Linked DNA regions of Sus scrofa: regions 1 and 2 are each linked to region 3. A link is a contact called in public Hi-C and HiChIP or PLAC-seq data. All regions are on one chromosome and are shown on one strand. The core of a region is the stretch at or near the end of the contact, and the rest is flanking DNA. Distances in the headings are between cores, read along the strand shown.

Region 1 (3,650 bases), core at 54-2,553, 280 kb before region 3:
ATGCTCTTTACCCAAATGCCACCCTCTCTCCACAAGATTAGTAGGAAAACCATACCCGTAAAGCCTTAATCCCGAATGCGGTTTTAGGCACCGGGCAGGAATACAAAGAGCGAGGAATCTGAGGCAAATGCTCTGTAGAAAAGAACCACTGAGAGGTGCTCCCAGGCAGGGAGGAAACTGCAGAGAAGTGAAGAGCCTGGAGGGAAGGGCGGAGGGACCACACGAAGGACCTGGCCTGCCAGGGGAGAGCAGGGTCTGTTCAGGCAGCAAAGCCGGAGTCTCGGAGGGGGCTGGGCCAGACGTCAGGGTGAGTGAGAGTGGTGCTGGAGCCCTGCGTGGCTATCTGTAGGGGCTCTTCAAGCCGCTCTTTATTTGTATAACTTTCTTTGCATGTTAGGGCCGCTCCCGCGGCACATGGAGGCTCCCGGGCTAGGGGTCCAAGCGGAGCTTCAGCCGCCGGCCTGCACCACAGCCACAGCCACGCGGGATCCGAGCCTCGTCTGCGACCTACACCACAGCTCCCGGCAACAAGGATCCTTCACCCGCTGAGCGAGGCCAGGGATCGAACCCGCGTCCTCAGGGATACTAGTCGGACTCGCTGCCGCGCCGCCACGACGGGAACGCCCAAGCCGTTCTTTGCTCAGCCCGCTTTCCTCCTGAGCGTCAGCGCTTCCCAGGTTTGAACGAGCACGCAACCCATCCAGAGGTCTAGGCAACGCGCAACGCAGACGGAGCACCACCCCAAGTTCCCGATTCGGGAGGAGCAGGGGGGCTCGAGCCGCTGCATCTCCACGATCCACGGCTGCGACGCCCGCGCGCCCGGTACTTCGCACAGCTCGTCGGCCCGCTCTCGGGGCCAGGCCCGCCAGCGGCCAGCGAGGGGAACGGGCGGCGCTTACCGTCCGCAGACTCCTCTTCTTCAGCCTGCGGGCCCGCGTGCACTTCACGAACGCTCTCGTCACAGCCCTGACGGCCAGCCGGTAGCACCGATTCTTCCTTCCCCGGAAGTGCTGGTCAAGAAACGGGAGAGGACGCGGTCGGCGGGGCCCGCGCGCGCAGGGCCGGGCGGGGGCGCGGGCCGCGCGGCACACTCACCCGCGCGTGTTTCAGCACCTCCTGGACCCGCCAGTAGCGGTCGGTGACGCGGCTCCGCAGCCAGAGGGGCACAGTCAGGAAGACCATGGTGCCCGCCGTCCGGCGCCTCCACTCACCAGCGCGCGGGCCACGCCGCCGCCAGGTCGCCAGAACGCTTCCAGGTCAGCGCCTCCCTCACCGCCCTCCTCCCGCCGCGGGACTTCCGGGGCGTCGGGCGTGCGCTCCGGGCCCGCGCCAACGCCCCTTTCCCGTGCGCATGCTCCGGCTCCGTCGGGAGCGCCGGGCGGGGCGGGGCGGGGCGGGGCGGGGCGCGAGCGCAGGTTCCACAGCAGGTGAGCCGACGTCCAGGCGGAGCGGAGCTGTCCCCTGCGCACTGCCTACCATAGGGGACTCGCTCGCAAGCTGTGCGCTTTAAGACGGTTGGAACGGCAGTTTATCTTTTTTTTGTCTTTTCTAGGGCCGCTCCCGCGGCATATGGAGGCTCCTAGGCTGGGGGTCTAATCAGAACTGTAGCCGCCAGCCTACACCACAGCCACAGCAACGCGGGATCCGAGCCAGGTCTGCAACCTACACCACAGCTCACCGCAACGCCGGATCCTTAACCCACCGAGCGAGGCCAGGGATCGAATCCGCAACCTCATGGTTCCTAGTCGGATTCGTTAACTACTGAGCCAGGATGGGAACTCCGGAAGAGCAGTTTATATTGCGAGTACTTTGTCACTATCTTACCACCTTACCATTATGTCACCGTTATTACATAAGATAATTAAGGTGGCAGAATGGAGTGCGTGATTTCTTTGTAGCTTTGTAACTTTGTAGCTTATAATTTAAGTCTGATTTTAAAAATTGCGGGAGTTCCCGTCCTGGCGCAGTGGTTAACGAATCCGACTAGGAACCATGAGGTTGCGGGTTCGGTCCCTGCCCTTGCTCAGTGGGTTAACGATCCGGCGTTGCCGTGAGCTGTGGTGTAGGTCGCAGACGCAGCTCGAATCCCCCGTTGCTGTGGCTCTTGTGTAGGCTGGTGGCTACAGCTCCAATTAGACCCCTAGCCTGGGAATCTCCATATGCCGCGGGAACAGCCCAAGAAATAGCAAAAAAATAATAATAATAAAAAAATAAAAATAAAAATTGCAGAGTTTCTGTCATGGTGCTGCGGAAACTAATTCGACTAGGTATCATGAGGTTGCGGGTTCGATCCCTGGCCTCACTCAGTAGGTTAAGGATCCAGTGTTGCCTTGAGCTGTGGTGTAGGTCGCAGACACAGCTTGGATCTGGCATGGCTGTGGCTGTGGTGTGGGCCGGCGGCTCTTCCGCTTGGACCCCTAGCCTGGGACCCTCCATATGCCGCGGGTGCGGCCCTAAAAAGCAGTAAAAAAAAAAAAAAAAAGCTGCAAGACTAGTTTAAGAAACTCCTGGTTTTGTTGAGGGACTTCGGGCCGTTACGGACCCTGCAGGGTGCTCTTGCCACTTTGCCAAGAGCAAGTCAAACTTGCTTTTAAATCTTAGAACAATTCTGGTGAAATCGATAAGCCCAGCTGGAACAGGTTTTTCCTTCAACAGACTGGGGGGGAAACCGACTCCATCGCATTACGGACCAGTTGTGGGAAAAAAAGTCCTCATTGTGGAACAGTAAAAGAAAAATAGGCTCCCTCTAAACAATGGATTGAAAATGATTTTGATTTATAAAGGAGAAGACTGAGGGCAGGATACGGATTCAGAAATTCTGCAGCACGTAATAAAAGAAGCGAAAATGGGGCAGAATCGCTGCCTCCTGTGATATGAAGGCCACCGTGAAGGGAAAGGAGGCAGCGAAAGTTCTTCTTATCAGGACACACATCACTGCTCACATTTACTTAACTTTCTGGATGTTTTTATAGCCCTTAATAAAAATATTAAAATAAACTCCCCAACGTGTTCTACCCAAATGCACCACCTGTTTACCTTTCCTCCATTTTAAACTCATTGTCTCTGTCAATGCTTCTTCCGGCCCGTGGGCGAGGACACGGAGCAGCTAAACGCTTCACTGTACTTGCCGAGAAAAGGACATTCTCTAACCATGATCCAAATCAGGAAATTCAGCATTAATGCGACACTGCTGTCTCGTCCACGGTGCCTATTCCAGCTCTGTCGAGTGTCCAGAATTGTACACTTTGTGTGGTTGTTATGTCTGTCTGATTATCAGTCCTAAATCTGGAACAGTTCCTCAGCCTTTCTCCGCCGTTTTTTTTCTTTTTTTTTTTTTTTTGGCCCCCACCCATGGCATACGGAAGTTCCCAGGCTAGGGGTCCAGTTGGAGCTACGGCTGCCAGCCTACACCATAGTCACGGAACTCTGCAGGATCTGCGGCCTGCACCACAGCTCATAGCAAGGCCAGATCCCTGACCCCCCAACCAAGGCCAGGGATGGAACCCGCATCCTCGAGGATCCTAGTTGGATTGTTTCTGCTGTGCCATGAAAGGAACTCCCTCTCTGTCTTTCTTGACCTTGGCGTTTTTCTTTTCCTTTAAATTTCTCCTTTAACATTTTTTTTTCTTTTTTATTAAAGTATAAAGAGT
Region 2 (3,629 bases), core at 778-3,277, 260 kb before region 3:
TTATATTTGTGCTTCCTCTGGCGTCTGCCTCAAGCCCAGCCCTGGCCCTGACTACTACACCCCTGGCTGACCCCCATGTTCCCTGGGGACCCTCCATCTATCTGCCCATGTCCTTCCTCGGGGGCGAGTGAGACTCGCCATGATGCTGGCAGTAGGGCTGAGGTGGCCAGCTGAGCCACAGGGCAGATCTGAGACCTGGGGGAGCAGAGCTGAGTGGCTGGGGGTGGGCTGATCTCCTGGGGGTCAGGCCAGAGCTCAGCACGAACATCAGGAGTGACTCTGGGCAGGGGTGCCTCAGTCAAGGCTGGTGGCCGAGCTCAGCCCAGGCTGGGCAGAGACCCTGGCTGAGCATTCCCAAGGCTGGGCCCCCAGTCCTTTGTCCCTCTGAGGGAGAGGCTGGAGGACGCCTGCTTCCTCGAGGGCTTGCGTCATGGCCAAGAAGAGCCGCTCAGTTTTTCCAGAAGGGACGGAAACTTCCCCGTCAGCCCAGCAGGACAGCCAAGGTGTGACTGTGGGCCCACGGCTGGGCAGGTGTGGGGACGCCACCGGGCCAATCCGGCACGGCCCCCTCCTGCTAGAGGTGGCCGGTGAGCCAAGCCGCATCTGCAGCGATTCCCTGGGCCCCACGACTGGGCCCCACGACTGGGCCCCCAGGTCTCCTGCAGCTGCCTTTGCTCACAGCCTCATCTCCGCAGCAGCCTCGTGCACTGGAGGGCTGGGGGCCAGGTGTGGTCCCTCTGGGGGACCCCGAACTTTGGGGGGTTCAAGCCCATTGCCACCTTCTGGGGCCCACGCAGAAGCACCAGGCAGTTTCTGGTCCCAGAAATGGAGGTCTGTGGAGCTGAGCCAGCACCGCCACTGCCAAGATTCCCGGCAAGGGGGTGGGGGCAGCGGGGACACAGTTCTCGCTTGTTCCTGCGGCAGCTCCTCAGCGCGGCCGAGCCGCTTCCTTTTTTAGGCAAAGTCAGAGCTCTAGCGTGTCTCACAGCCGGCGTCTCACCTGCCAGAAGGGGAGGAAGGAAAACCACTGAGTCCCATCCGTCCTCCCCGCTGAGCATCCTCCGCTCCGGAGGAGGGAAGGGAGGGGACATCCTGGCTCAGAGGGCCCCGCCATCTCACCGTGGGGAACCCATGTCCCCCCAGCTCCGCAGGGAGGAGTGGCTGGGAAAGGGCGAGGGGCGGGGGAGCATGTCCGGAGCGAGGCGGGCGGGGCTCTCCCGGACCTCAGCTCCGCCTCACCTACGGAAGAGGAATCTGCCCTGGGGGCCTGAGTGTCTCCCTGGACGTCCCCTGCAGGCAGCCACCTCGGGTCTGGTCTAGCCACAACCCCAGATGCAAGGCTCCCTGGCTCACAGCGAGTCCCTCAGAGGGCTTCTCCGGGGCGCCGCTGGGGATCTGTGGTCAGTCCTGGAGTCTGACGTCAGCTGGGCCCTGGGCCCCTCATCGGTGGTAGGCCCAGTATGGTCCCTGTGGACATGGCCTAAAACAGCCACCCTCAGCCCCCAGGCCTCGTCCTCCAAGAAGCTCCCCTTTAATGTCTCAAGCGTCTTTCCCTCCCGATGAAAAGCGTCCTAAGTTCGGCCCTTTTGATCTCCGCTGGTCATTCCTTGGAGAAACACGTCCCAGTTCTGCGGCCGGGGCCTGGGCCTGTCCGGTGATGGCATTACCGACGCATCTCATACCCTCTGGGGCTCTCGTGGGCCTGGGCTTCGGGGACTCCCGGCACTGCAGAGACAAGGGCAGTGGGCCTGGGGATGACCCCGCTCGGTGGCTCCCAGCTCGGCTTCCGGCTGGGGGCCAGGGGCAAGCTGGATTCCGAGGCCTTACGGCCATTAACAAGACGCTCGTGTCTGTGTGGGTGCATGCCACGCGTGTGTGCCTTCGTGCCATCCCAGCGAGTGCTGCGTGTGGCTGCGCGCCTGGGCCCTGCGTGAGCGCGCCTCCCCGAGCCTGTGCGCCTCCGCACGCGGGACAGTGCGCGCCCCGCCGGGGCGGGGCCTCGGGACTGTGATGGGCGGGGCCTCCCGGGGGCGGGGCTCGGATCCGGCCCGCGCGGCCGCGCGCCCCGCAGCTCAGGAGCGAGCGAGCGGCGAGCGGAGGCAGAGTGCAGCCCTCCCGTCGCGCGCGATGCTGCCCTGGACGGTGCTCGGCCTGGCCCTAAGCCTGCGGCTGGCGCGGAGCGGAGCGGAGCGTGGTGAGTGTGGCGGGCGGCCGGGCCGGGCTCGGCTCCCGTGCCCCTCCAGCCCCCACTGTCCCCCTGGAACCACGTCCTGCTCCCGCGGCTGCGGGGCGGGGACGGCTGGCAGGGCACCCCACCCACCTGGGACGCGCCCCCCTCCCGCCCCCAGCAACTCCGCGGGCTCTCGGGGCCGGACGGGGTTGGGGGGAGGTGTGTCGGGAGGCTTGTCTCTGCCTCAGTTTCCCTCTCCTTGGATTGACCCTTGGTGGAGGGATGGTAGGAAGGTTGGTGTGGCCCTAGTGGGTTGGGGGAAACTGAGGCGAACGGCCCCGGAGCAGAAGCGAGGCCCCCGTCTACCCATGGGGCAGTGCTGAGAGGGCCCATCTGCCCGCCCACCAGCGGTGCCCGAGGAAGGGGTAGACCCAGCCCTTAACTTGCTTCCTGGGACCAGATGGACCAGAGAGGAGGGGGGCCAGGGGAGGGGTGACATCATCTGTAAGTGGGGTGACACTCTAACCCGGCCATCCAGGCCGTGGGAGGGGCTGCAGTCGGGCCCCCATCCCTCCACCACTGTCCACAGCCGCCCCAGCGGCTTTGGGCCCCCACCCCCTCCTCCCACCGCTCGCCCTACCTGAGGCTGAGTTGTGTAGGCTGCTTCTCTGGAAGCTGGGCCTGAGGGAGCAGCCTTGGTGGGTGGCCCAGAAGCATCCACCCATCAAGCCAGGGGGCTGGGCCAGGACCCTTGGCTCCAGCCGGTGCAGAGTCTGCTGAAGACGGGGCAGGTGTGGGGGCACCCCTTCGCAGAGGAGACGCGAGTCCAGAGGGTGCCCCAGATATGAGGCCAGGGTGCAGAGCTGGAACTGCTGAGAGTGTGAGCCCCCTGCTGGCTAAGGACCCCCCCCACCCCGCTGAGGTGCCGACCCACGACTTTGGGGTGTGACTGAGAGGCTTTCAGTGCTTCCTTGGGTAAAGGCAAGTGCCAGCTTCGGGAAAGCTTAGGCCCTGGGGGTTGTGCCCTGGGTGTGAGGCTGTCTGGGGGCCACCACCTGGGGCTAACCCTCCCCTCTCCCCCAGGCCCCCCGACATCCGCCCCCCAGGGGGACCTGCTGTTTCTGTTGGACAGCTCGGCCAGCGTGTCTCATTATGAGTTTTCCCGAGTTCGGGAGTTTTTGGGGCGGCTGGCGGCCCTGTTGCCCCTGGGCCCTGGGGCCCTGCGTGCCAGCCTGGTGCATGTGGGCAGCCGGCCACACACCGAGTTCCCCTTCGGCCAGCACAGCTCCGGCTCGGCCGTCCAGGATGCCATACGCGCTGCAGTCCAGCGCATGGGTGACACCAACACTGGCCTGGCGCTGGCATACGCCAAGGAGCAGCTGTTTGCCAAGGAGGCGGGGGCCCGGCCAGGGGTGCCCAAGGTGCTGGTGTGGGTGACAGACGGCGGCTCCAGCGACCC
Region 3 (3,716 bases), core at 432-2,931:
CAGGACCCCCTCCCGGGGGCCACGCTCCAAGCCAGGCTTTTAGGGTCTCAGAGCTGCAGGGGGCGGTGCCCACAGCATCTGTCTTGTCCCACTGAGCAGCGTCTGCTTCTCCACCCAGGGCCATCCTAACCTTGCTTCCAGTAAGTGCGCCTCCAGGCCCTGGAGTACGAGGGCGAGGACGAGGAAGGGGGCTGGGCGGAAGGTAGGTGATCAGAGCCCGAGTTCCCGTGGGCCTCCAGAGGCAGGCTTGGCCAGTAGAACGGGCCACACAGCCAGGAGGCTCCCGGTCCTTCTCTCAGCACAACTCCCTGGGTGGCGCACCCACCCATGGCTCCCTGGCAGGGGCAGGCCTGTTGGGGGCACGGGAGAGCAGGGGCACAGTTCGATGGGGGGTGCCCAGGGAGGTGACAGTCAAGCAGACCCCAGGGCAGGCAGCCTCAGAGCCCAGGAAGGGGCCAGGCCGAGGTGGACGTGGCCAGGGTAGTCAGGGCCCCAGAGCCCAGGACTGGTGTGGCAGGCAGAGGGCACTGCATCCGCCTTGGGAAGGGGGATGGCCTGGGCCCCCTGGCCGCCAGCCGACCTAGAAGGACCTCTGCACACCTTCCCCTGGGCAGTGGAAGCAGCAGCCCCTCTCTCTCCAAGGGCATGACATGTCCCTTGTCCCCAAGCCCCCCATCATGCTGACCTTCAAGCCTGTACCCACCTTTGGTCCTGAACCAGTCATCCCTCGTGGGGGACACCAAAACGTGGGGGGGCCATGGCCATGGGGCTTTGGGAGTGCCACGTGGGGTTGGAGGAGGGGCTGCCCCGGGGTGGGCAGCTTGTCCCCCCCCCCCAGATTTGGGGCCGACACCCTAGGGAGGTCCAAGCAGCCTCCGGGCCACTCCCAGAGGGGCAGTCCTAGGTGGGCTAGAACCCGGGACCAGGTGGCCTCAGTGGGGGCCCGACAGGGGGCCACTCTGCTCTGGGGGTCCCTGAGGAGCAGCAGCCCCTCTGCTGCAGAACCCTGACTGCGGGGTTGGAAAGCCCGCCTCCAGCAAACCTCCACGGGGGCTTTTCAGTGTCCTGCCTGGACACACACCACCTACCACACGCCACCCCCCCATACCACACCCCCCACATACCACACCCCCCCCACAACACACACACACCACATACGCCACATACCACACATGCCACATACCCCCCCACACACAACACACACATCAAAACCCACATACACACACCCCACATACACCACATACCATACCACACACACCCCACACTGCACACCACATGCCATACACCACACACACACACACACACACAAGTTGGAGCAGCCAGCACTCAGGGTAGCAGCTTAACCAGCTCATCTGTAAAGGGGTGATGACAGGCTCAGGGAATGAGCAGACCCTGGGCCTCAGGCTCAGCCGGATGCAGCCAGGCCGCTGGGGCTCCTGCTGGGCCAGCCTCCTGCCCCCAGCTTCGCAGCCACGTGCACCCGAGACCCCAGCATGGTTCTGAGAGGCCTGGGCTCGGCTTTCCCGCAGCCCTGGAGGCAGGCTCTGGGGGCCCACGGGCCCTGCTGGCACGACCCGAGCAGAGGAAGGGCTGTCACCTGGCCGTCAGGAGGGGAGGCTTCGGGACAGGGAAAAGGCAGTGGGGCGGCCCCCAGGCCGACCTGCCGCCGGTCCAAGGCCCTCAGGGCCGGGTTCTGGCTCCCCCGCCGAGGCTGGGCAGCTCCGCCTGAAACCGGATGCTGGGGGCAGAGCCGGCACGCAGGGCGGAGGGCGGCAGGTCTGCTCCGCCCGCCCCCGCAGCGGCTCCAGGGCCTCTCAGGCGGGCACCGAGGGCGCCCCGAGGGGCAGCCAGCGCGGCCGCCCGCCCAGCCCCCAGCCCCATTTCCTCTCCCGGGCTGGGCGGCGCCCTTGGCAGGGAGGCCGCAATTGTTCGGCGCCGGCGCTTCCCCCAGCTGCCTGCACAAGGCCAGGCCGCCGCCGCCCGCCCAGTCCGGAGTGCAGCCGCCAGAAACGCCCTCGCACATCCCGGGCCGGGCGGGAGCGCGGAGACCAGGACGGAGGGCGGGAGGCAGAGACCCCCGCGCCAGCGCAGCGGGGGGGACGATGGGGGGGCGGGGGGCGGGGGCGGGGCCGCGGGGAGGGCGGGGGCGGGGCCGCGGGGAGGGCGGGCCCTGGGGCCCCCCACCCCCTTCTCCCCAGCCCGGCCTCAGGTGCCACCTAGAGGCCTGGGCACAGACTCAGGGAGGAGTCCCTGTTGCCAGGAAGCTGGGACCCAACCCTCGCTGGCCCAGCGTACCCGGGCAGCAGGCTGGCTTGACAGAGGGTTCTGCCTGCACCTGCAGCGGCAGAGTAGGGGAGGCCCGGGCCGCTGCAGACAGGGGCAGGGGCTGGGGGCTGGGGCGGGTAGCTACAGGAACCATTGGGAGGGGAGGGCGCTGCTGGCAGGCCGCTGGACCCAGCCCCACCTCCCACTGCTTAGGGGAGGCTGCTCCTGCTGTTCTAGGGATGCCTCTCCCCGCAGGTGGAGCCGTGGGACTCGGCTCCGCCAGCACCTGCCAGATAAAGAGCTTGCACCTGTGACCTCAGCGGCGGGGAGGGAGCCGGGCGACGGCGCAGGGGCTGCCTGTGGCGCACTGCCCTGTCCAGACAGCAGGGGCCGCCTGGGGAGGCCCCAGAGCCTGACTGGTGCTCAGGCCAGGAAGCTGGCCTGGGGTCACCTGATACGAAGTCGCCTCCCAGGGCCATTTCCTGCAGGCAGGCAGCCACTGAGCAGACGGGAAGGGATGTGGGTCCGCAAGGCCGCCAGGCCCAGAGCTGCCCTCCCGCTTCGGGACCACTGCCAGGCCACATTACATGCCATACCGTGTCGTGAACCGCCGCAGGACACCTGCCCCCCCAGGCCACCCAGGTGTTGACACGGGGGCATAGCCCAGCCCCCAGAGTGCTTGGCAGGAAGGGCTCTTTCCTCTGGGTCTGCATCCTGGTCATTGTCCTGATGACCCCGAGGTCCCTTTTAGGGACCTACCTGGAGGGACTGTCCGTTCCAACAGAAAGACCCCACCATGCTGGCCCACCCGGGAGGGGGCAAGGACTCAGCCCCAGTTCATCTCAGGGCCTGAATCTCTCTCAGGAAATCCTTGCCCATAGGGCAGCCCACCGCCCTCATCAGACGGGGGGCCTCCTCGAACAGTCCTGCTGACTCGGAGCTTCCCCAGACAAGCTGCTGCCTCATCACCCACTTTGGCGTTACCTCCTGAGAAAATACATGTCTCGTGCAGTTTACCACTAACCCTCCGGAAGGATACAGTTCAGTGGCATTTGCTGTGTTCACACTTTTGTGCAGCCACCGCCTGCATCCAGCTTGGAATCTCTTGTCACCTGGAAAGGCAATTCCCCCCCCCACCTCCGTGGAGGAGTCTCTTCCCTGCCGCCACCCCCAGGCGGCTCTCTGTCCCCATGGATTTGCTGTTCCAGGTACTTCACACAAGCAGAATCACACGACCTGTGTCCCTCTGAGGCTGCTTCTCTCACTGAGCATCTTGTTCTCAAGGATCAACCGTGTTGGAGTGAGTGTCAGCGCCTCGGTCGGCATGATCCACGGCGCGCCCGTACGTGGGTGTTTATCATTCATCCACAGAGGGGCTTGCGGGCTGCTCTCCCTCGTGGCTGCTGTGAACAGCACCGCTGTGAACATGAGTGTACAGGGTTTGTTTGAAC

What was found. Hi-C and Micro-C count contacts between places; a contact is called where the count stands out from the background. HiChIP or PLAC-seq counts read pairs in DNA pulled down with a chosen protein or histone mark.
Region 1: an H3K27ac HiChIP or PLAC-seq map of alveolar macrophages shows a contact between it and region 3. The contact joins the promoter of MRPL20 here to the promoter of GNB1 in region 3. A contact is called at or near these places in 1 of 47 Hi-C or Micro-C datasets (embryonic fibroblasts) and 1 of 2 datasets of contacts at active chromatin or transcription factors (alveolar macrophages).
Region 2: a contact with region 3 is called in a Hi-C map of embryonic fibroblasts, with 4 times the contacts expected there. The contact joins the promoter of VWA1 here to the promoter of GNB1 in region 3. A contact is called at or near these places in 1 of 5 promoter capture datasets (fetal liver), 9 of 47 Hi-C or Micro-C datasets (embryonic fibroblasts, epiblast stem cells, heart right ventricle and 5 more) and 2 of 2 datasets of contacts at active chromatin or transcription factors (alveolar macrophages and skeletal muscle).

Annotation. Positions count from the first base shown.
Region 1 is chr6:63,674,531-63,678,180 of Sscrofa11.1, forward strand. It overlaps MRPL20 (39S ribosomal protein L20, mitochondrial), which reads right to left and starts at 1,304. Exons shown (of 4, transcript XM_003127507.6): 1 at 1,096-1,304; 2 at 900-1,010. The coding sequence starts at 1,182.
Region 2 is chr6:63,693,168-63,696,796 of Sscrofa11.1, forward strand. It overlaps VWA1 (von Willebrand factor A domain-containing protein 1), which reads left to right and starts at 2,028. Exons shown (of 3, transcript XM_003127501.4): 1 at 2,028-2,194; 2 at 3,254-3,629. The coding sequence starts at 2,128.
Region 3 is chr6:63,955,833-63,959,548 of Sscrofa11.1, forward strand. It overlaps GNB1 (guanine nucleotide-binding protein G(I)/G(S)/G(T) subunit beta-1), which reads right to left and starts at 1,682. Exons shown (of 11, transcript XM_021097493.1): 1 at 1,661-1,682.